Linked DNA regions of Mus musculus: region 2 is linked to region 1. Evidence: chromatin contacts called from public Hi-C data. All regions are on one chromosome and are shown on one strand. Each heading gives the region's core, a stretch centred on a gene start, on an enhancer-like site or on the middle of the called end of the contact. The rest is flanking DNA. Distances are from core to core; before and after follow the strand shown. Region 1 overlaps Lrmda (leucine rich melanocyte differentiation associated). Region 2 overlaps Lrmda (leucine rich melanocyte differentiation associated).

Region 1 (2,716 bases), core at 39-2,538:
GTGGCTGGGTATAGTGGCTCCTGCTTACAAACCCAACTTTGGTAAAGTTTTGGAAGGGGGTTGTTAAAAGTTCAAGGCTAGTCTTAGCTACAGAGTGAGTTCTATGTGAAAAGACTTATCACCGTGGGTGGTGGTGACTCAGCTCAGTGGGTAAAGGTGCTGGCTGTTGAGCTAGACACACTGAATTCAATATCCAGAGGGACCCTCATGGTGGGAGGAGAGAACTCACTGCTACAAGTTGTTTTCTGGTCCAGGTGTACACAGCAAGATACATGTTCAAACATGTACATCACACACACACACACACACACACACACACACACACACACACACACAGCCACATGCACCAATGAATACAATTTTTTAAGAATTAAAAACTTATTATCCAGACACTTACACATCAGTGCTTGCTGTGGCATTACTCACAGTAGCTAAGTTATGGGAACTACCTATCTGTCCAACAGCAGAGGAACAGAGGAAGAAAGCATGGAGCACTTGCACAATGGAACATTTCAAGCCATTAAAAAAGGATGAAGTTACACCATTAACCGGGAAATGGATGCAACTGAAGTAGCTACAGTAAGTGAATAAGTCAGCCTCAGAAAGATACGTACTGCATGTTTTCTCTTCTTTGTGGATCGCAAGGTTTGTAAAGATACAGACAATCATATATGTACAGATGGTGTGCAAGTACAAGAGAAACTCACTAGTGCAACAGACCAAGGGGAGGATCGATGTGAGAAAGGGGGTGTGCTCAGTGTGCGTCATCCACTTCCACAGAAATGGCCTATGTGACACAGAACTAAGTGCAATAAAAAATAACCACATGAATTTAAAATAAAAAAAGTGACTAAGGTACAAGGCATCTTTGCTTGAGTGTCCGACTAGTTAGGAAACCATTACTACATACAGGACACTGCAAATAAACTGTCATGTTCGCTCTGTTATAAGGGGTTGCATAGGATATGTGTATGCTATGAGTAACACTGAGTTAGCCCAAATCCTGATCCAAAGATTGTGCGTTGCTTCACTCCTCGAAACACATCCCCAAGAACAGCAGGAGGATTAAGCTACATGACTGTTAGGTCCTTATTCACAGGTACCAGGGTTGAAGATGCACAAGAGGATCTCTAACTCTGAGACTGCAGATCCTTCACATATCGTCTCTCTATGAAGCAAGTGAGCTTCTAATTGTCCTCTTTTGTTTTAGCCAATCTTCTCAAGCCCCTGTCTTAAGCAAGGCCTGAAAGTCTGTTGATTTCACGTGTCCAAAGTAAACAGCTCTGCCTTTTCCCTTGGCTTCCTCTGTGAGCACGCGCCAGCATGACTACACATTCATCCAGAGTTTATTTCAATGTTAGTGGGAAACAAGCCGTTTCCCAGCTTAATGAATAGCATCAGTGTCTGCCTTTTAACCAAAAATGTGACCTTAAACTTGATGGATCTCACCAGAAGGCACATTTTCGAATTACTTTTCTATTGGAGGCTTATGAATATAGTTCCCCAAATTATTGTGACAGCTGTGGGGTAGTGGCTGTGTCTCAGACTCAGACGTCACAAAATGGGAGAGTCACTTCTGAACGAGGGAGGGGGGGTAAGCATGGGGAAGAAAGCAAGACCCATACCAGGGAGAGGAACACAAAATCCAACTCTTTCGAGCCTTGAGCAACAGATTAGTCCTGGGAGGTAGCTGAAACCTTGCCTTTTCTGTCACCGCCATTTTTGTTTCCAGATCATTCTAAATGGGGGCAGAGAAGGCTGAGCTCTTACAGACTCTCCAAGAGGACATCTGATATATCTTCCTTATTAAAGATGACAGGGTATAATTGATGGGCCTGGTGCCTAGCCAGTTCTAACTTTTTCTTTTTTTCCTTCTTTTTTAGAGAATGCTGTTTAATGCGCGGACATTATTTTTGGACTACTGAATGCCAGAAAATAATGAGCTGGCATTCAGCTTTGGTGAATAAGACTCTGAATTTTCATCTAAAAGCAGTTTTGAGTTATGGCTGTAGATAAGGTGTAACTGTGCAAGGGAATTTTATCCATGTTTCTCCCATGAATCATGAATGAGGGAAAAAATTACAGTCTAAATTGCACTTAAAAGGAATAAAGTCTTTTCATGTCATACATGATTTATCAAAATGATCTCATTTTAAGGGGACTGTGGTGTATCTTGATTAATCGCATTAGGACGCGTGATGAATGGCCTCTTTAATGGTAACACAGGATTTATTGGCAGCATCCCGACTGGAACCAGAAGGGTAAGAAGTAAAATATACAATAGATAGCTAATGTAGATACGGCATCAGTACTGCCCTGACTTGTTTTAAAGTTGTACCTGGAGATTCATTGTCAGGATATTCTGAAACCTGGCCTAGAAGGGGAAGCATGCCTCTCACACAAACTTAGGTCCCAAGGCAAAGCCAGGCTGCCTTCTGTAATGTATTGTATGGCTTATACCAATTCCTTTGCATTTCTATAAGGAGTCTGCGTAAATGGGTTAAACTTTGCACATTCCCAGTAGAGAGAGGGGGGACATTGCATTTGGGTAACAGCACCGCCCCCACCCCTACCCCCTGGCAAAGCTATCTCCCTATTTCAATATCCTCTTCACATTTCACTTTAATATCCTAAACGTCTTAAAAAAAAAAGAAAAAAGAAAAAAAAAGCTGGCTCTCACTAATTTCCTCCAAGGCCGACAGATCAGAGGCTTGCC
Region 2 (2,700 bases), core at 19-2,518, 200 kb before region 1:
TTAAATTATCTCTATCTTGTACTCCCATTTCTTCGTCGTAACATCACACCTCAATATCTCCCGAAGAAGTTCCCTCTAAAACAAGCTATTAAGTGACCTGACATGGAATCTGTACCTCAGACAAGTGGTTGCAGAAGAGCTTTCAACACAAGCTGTCTATTGTCTGACATGTTTCTATTTATTTCTACCAATGTATGCCATTTTTCAAATCCTCCTATCCCTATAGGGGTGACTTATTTGGTCTGTTTTATTTGGAAAGGGGGAAGAATCAAAAGCTAGTTGTATGGTTGTTGGGTTGTTTGTTTGTTTGTTGTGTTGTTTTTTGTTTTTGTTTTTTCTTGGTCATCAGATGAAGCCATCTCTGCCTTATTTCTGTCTGCTGAAAGAGATGGCACCATGCCTGGCCAAGTCCCCTTTCCTTCAGCCTCCATAGTCCAGCCAGACTCACAGCAGTGCTACAAAATATAGACTTGAAAAGTAATTAAGATATAAGTATTCCAGAAGAGAACACATGGTTATTTAAAGCCATTGGACAGCTTTCAAAAGGAAAGATCTATGAAATCCAAGGGCTGAGAGCCATCACGCTGTTTGCCTCCATTTCTCACATTAAGAATAGAGACTAATTATAAATCTCCAGCAAATATGACCTGGTAAAGAGTTTTCAAACAAAAGCCTGCACTGAACAGGATATCTGGCAGATCTGGGCACTTGTTTTCACTAATAACCATTAAAGTTGTTCCTAGTAAAGCCTTTTACAGCAGCATTAGAAATATCAGGGTTTACGTTTTCCTTAATGAATCACTGCACTGTGTTACCATTGCACCACGGTCTCCCAGCGGCTCCTGATCCTCGCTTTGTCTCCGTGGTGCCTCTTTCCCCCTGTAACATTTCGTTTCCAATGACACGTCAGCCGTCTTTCACCAACCTCAAAGGAAAGTTGAATGCAGGGCTCACAAAGTTAAGCTGACATTTGCTCCCTTCCAATAAAAAATATTTAGTCCATTAAACATAAATACCTGTCATTATGATACATGGAGTGGGTGCGAGCCTCCCGGTTCCCTCTGATGTTTATTACATCCAAGCAACTGCAGTGCCTGCATGTTTTCAACTTTAGTGTATTGATTAAACTTTTAAATGGCTGCCATATAACCCAGGGACAGCGGGAAGATTAATTTGCGTCAATGTTCATCTGTAATTCATTAGCCATTTATTCTTTACAACCACATGGGCTATCAAGAAAATGCAGGCCATTTTTCACTCGGCACAGGCTGAGAACAGATTCTGAAATTTGTGCTGCATACAAATAAGTTCCCGGGGTCTGGCCAGTTAAACTGCTTGGCTTTTCAAAAGTTGAGGAGAGGAGGAGTGGGGTAGGGGCATGAAGACTCCTGGGGGGAGGGAACGGGCATCTTCAGGCTTAACTGTGTTTGTTAGTTCTCTGCAAGGGGAGGAACGAGCATCTTCAGGCTTAACTGTGTTGGTTCTCTGCTTTTCTGTCCATGGACACTGGTTTCTTCTTACAGTTGGATTAAAATAACGGAAACCTGTGTCTGAGCAGAGGCAATAAATAACCCAGTTGCTCTCTTCCCCATCCGCTCTCTTCCCCAACACTTCTCTTCCCACCCCTACCTAATGTCTCCTAAAGTGCTGTTCCTGGCAGAAAACCTCAGCCAGTTGCAGTGAAGTAGAAAAGTGTGTAGCCTAGAGGAATCTGGAGCTGTCAAGTCAGGGACAGTGGCATTTGAACCAGCTCTTCCCCAAACAGTGGAATCTCAACCCTGCCTGGAGCTGGGAAGGTGCCCAGCTAAATAGCAGTTTCCTGAGGGAAGAGGGAAGCCATCTGGCTTCTCCACATGCCCTCCTGACCCCCTTGGCAGAAAACAGACTACAAAGTAGAGGCATACACAGAATTAAGCACACCCCTGAAAGACCCTTCCACACACAAGGTGCTATGGGAAGAAAAGGAAAGAGCTTTGTGTGCTCAGGTCAGGGCTGGAGGAGACGAAAGCACAGAAGGGGAATTGTTCTTCATAAGGATGAATAATTAAAGCAGAGAGCTTGCAGCCTGGGCCTCACTGTGGCTCATCACTGTAACAGTGAACAGCAAAGAAATCAATGGTCATGACAATACTCTCTCTCTCTCTCTCTCTCTCTCTCTCTCTCTCTCTCTCTCTCTCTGTGTGTGTGTGTGTGTGTGTCTGTCTATCTGTCTCTCTCTGCCTCTCTGTCTCTGCCTCTGCCTCTCTCTGTCTCTCTGTCTGTCTGTCTCTCTCTCTCTGTCTCTCTCTCTGTCTCTCTGTCTCTCTGTCTCTCTGTCTCTCTCTCTCTCTCTCTCTCTCTCTGTGTGTGTGTGTGTGTGTGTGTGTGTGTGTGTGTGTGTGTGTGTGTGATTGGGGAAGCTGACTGGCAGTACTAGAAGAGGCATCATGCAGTTGCTGAAGGCAAAAGCTGCCTGGTCTGTGATGCCCACAAAAAAAAAAATCAAAGGTAATATTACATACTGGTAAGCTTTGGTAATAGTATCTGAAAAAGAGCCAGCATAGAGGAAGCCTTGGGGAGGATGCAGTAAATGTCCATTTGTGCTCTAACTGCTCAGGCTGCTTATAACCAGGACTAAAAATGAGGCTGCCTCAAAAGTGCCCATCTTGAGCCATCTTAGCCCTGCTCCATACGAGGCTTCACCAAGAGTCAGCAACACAG

The links. A called contact is a pair of places that touch in the nucleus more often than the background predicts.
Region 2: a contact with region 1 is called in a Hi-C map of uterus, with 2.8 times the contacts expected there. The contact joins two enhancer-like sites. A contact is called at or near these places in 1 of 15 datasets of contacts at CTCF or cohesin (the NIH/3T3 cell line), 5 of 484 Hi-C or Micro-C datasets (all in uterus) and 1 of 115 datasets of contacts at active chromatin or transcription factors (fibro-adipogenic progenitors).

The regions. Positions count from the first base shown.
Region 1 is chr14:22,813,768-22,816,483 of GRCm38.p6, reverse strand. All of the region lies in intron 5 of Lrmda (leucine rich melanocyte differentiation associated), which reads right to left. Among named protein-coding and RNA genes, the nearest start is that of Gm30926, 14 kb to the right of the region's middle. Within about 2 kb of position 1,288, at least 63 of the 459 cell types and tissues checked have an H3K27ac peak or open chromatin away from gene starts, as enhancers often do. A contact at or near this core is called in uterus, where this site is marked.
Region 2 is chr14:23,014,144-23,016,843 of GRCm38.p6, reverse strand. All of the region lies in intron 6 of Lrmda (leucine rich melanocyte differentiation associated), which reads right to left. Among named protein-coding and RNA genes, the nearest start is that of Gm10248, 79 kb to the left of the region's middle. Within about 2 kb of position 1,268, at least 46 of the 459 cell types and tissues checked have an H3K27ac peak or open chromatin away from gene starts, as enhancers often do. A contact at or near this core is called in uterus, where this site is marked.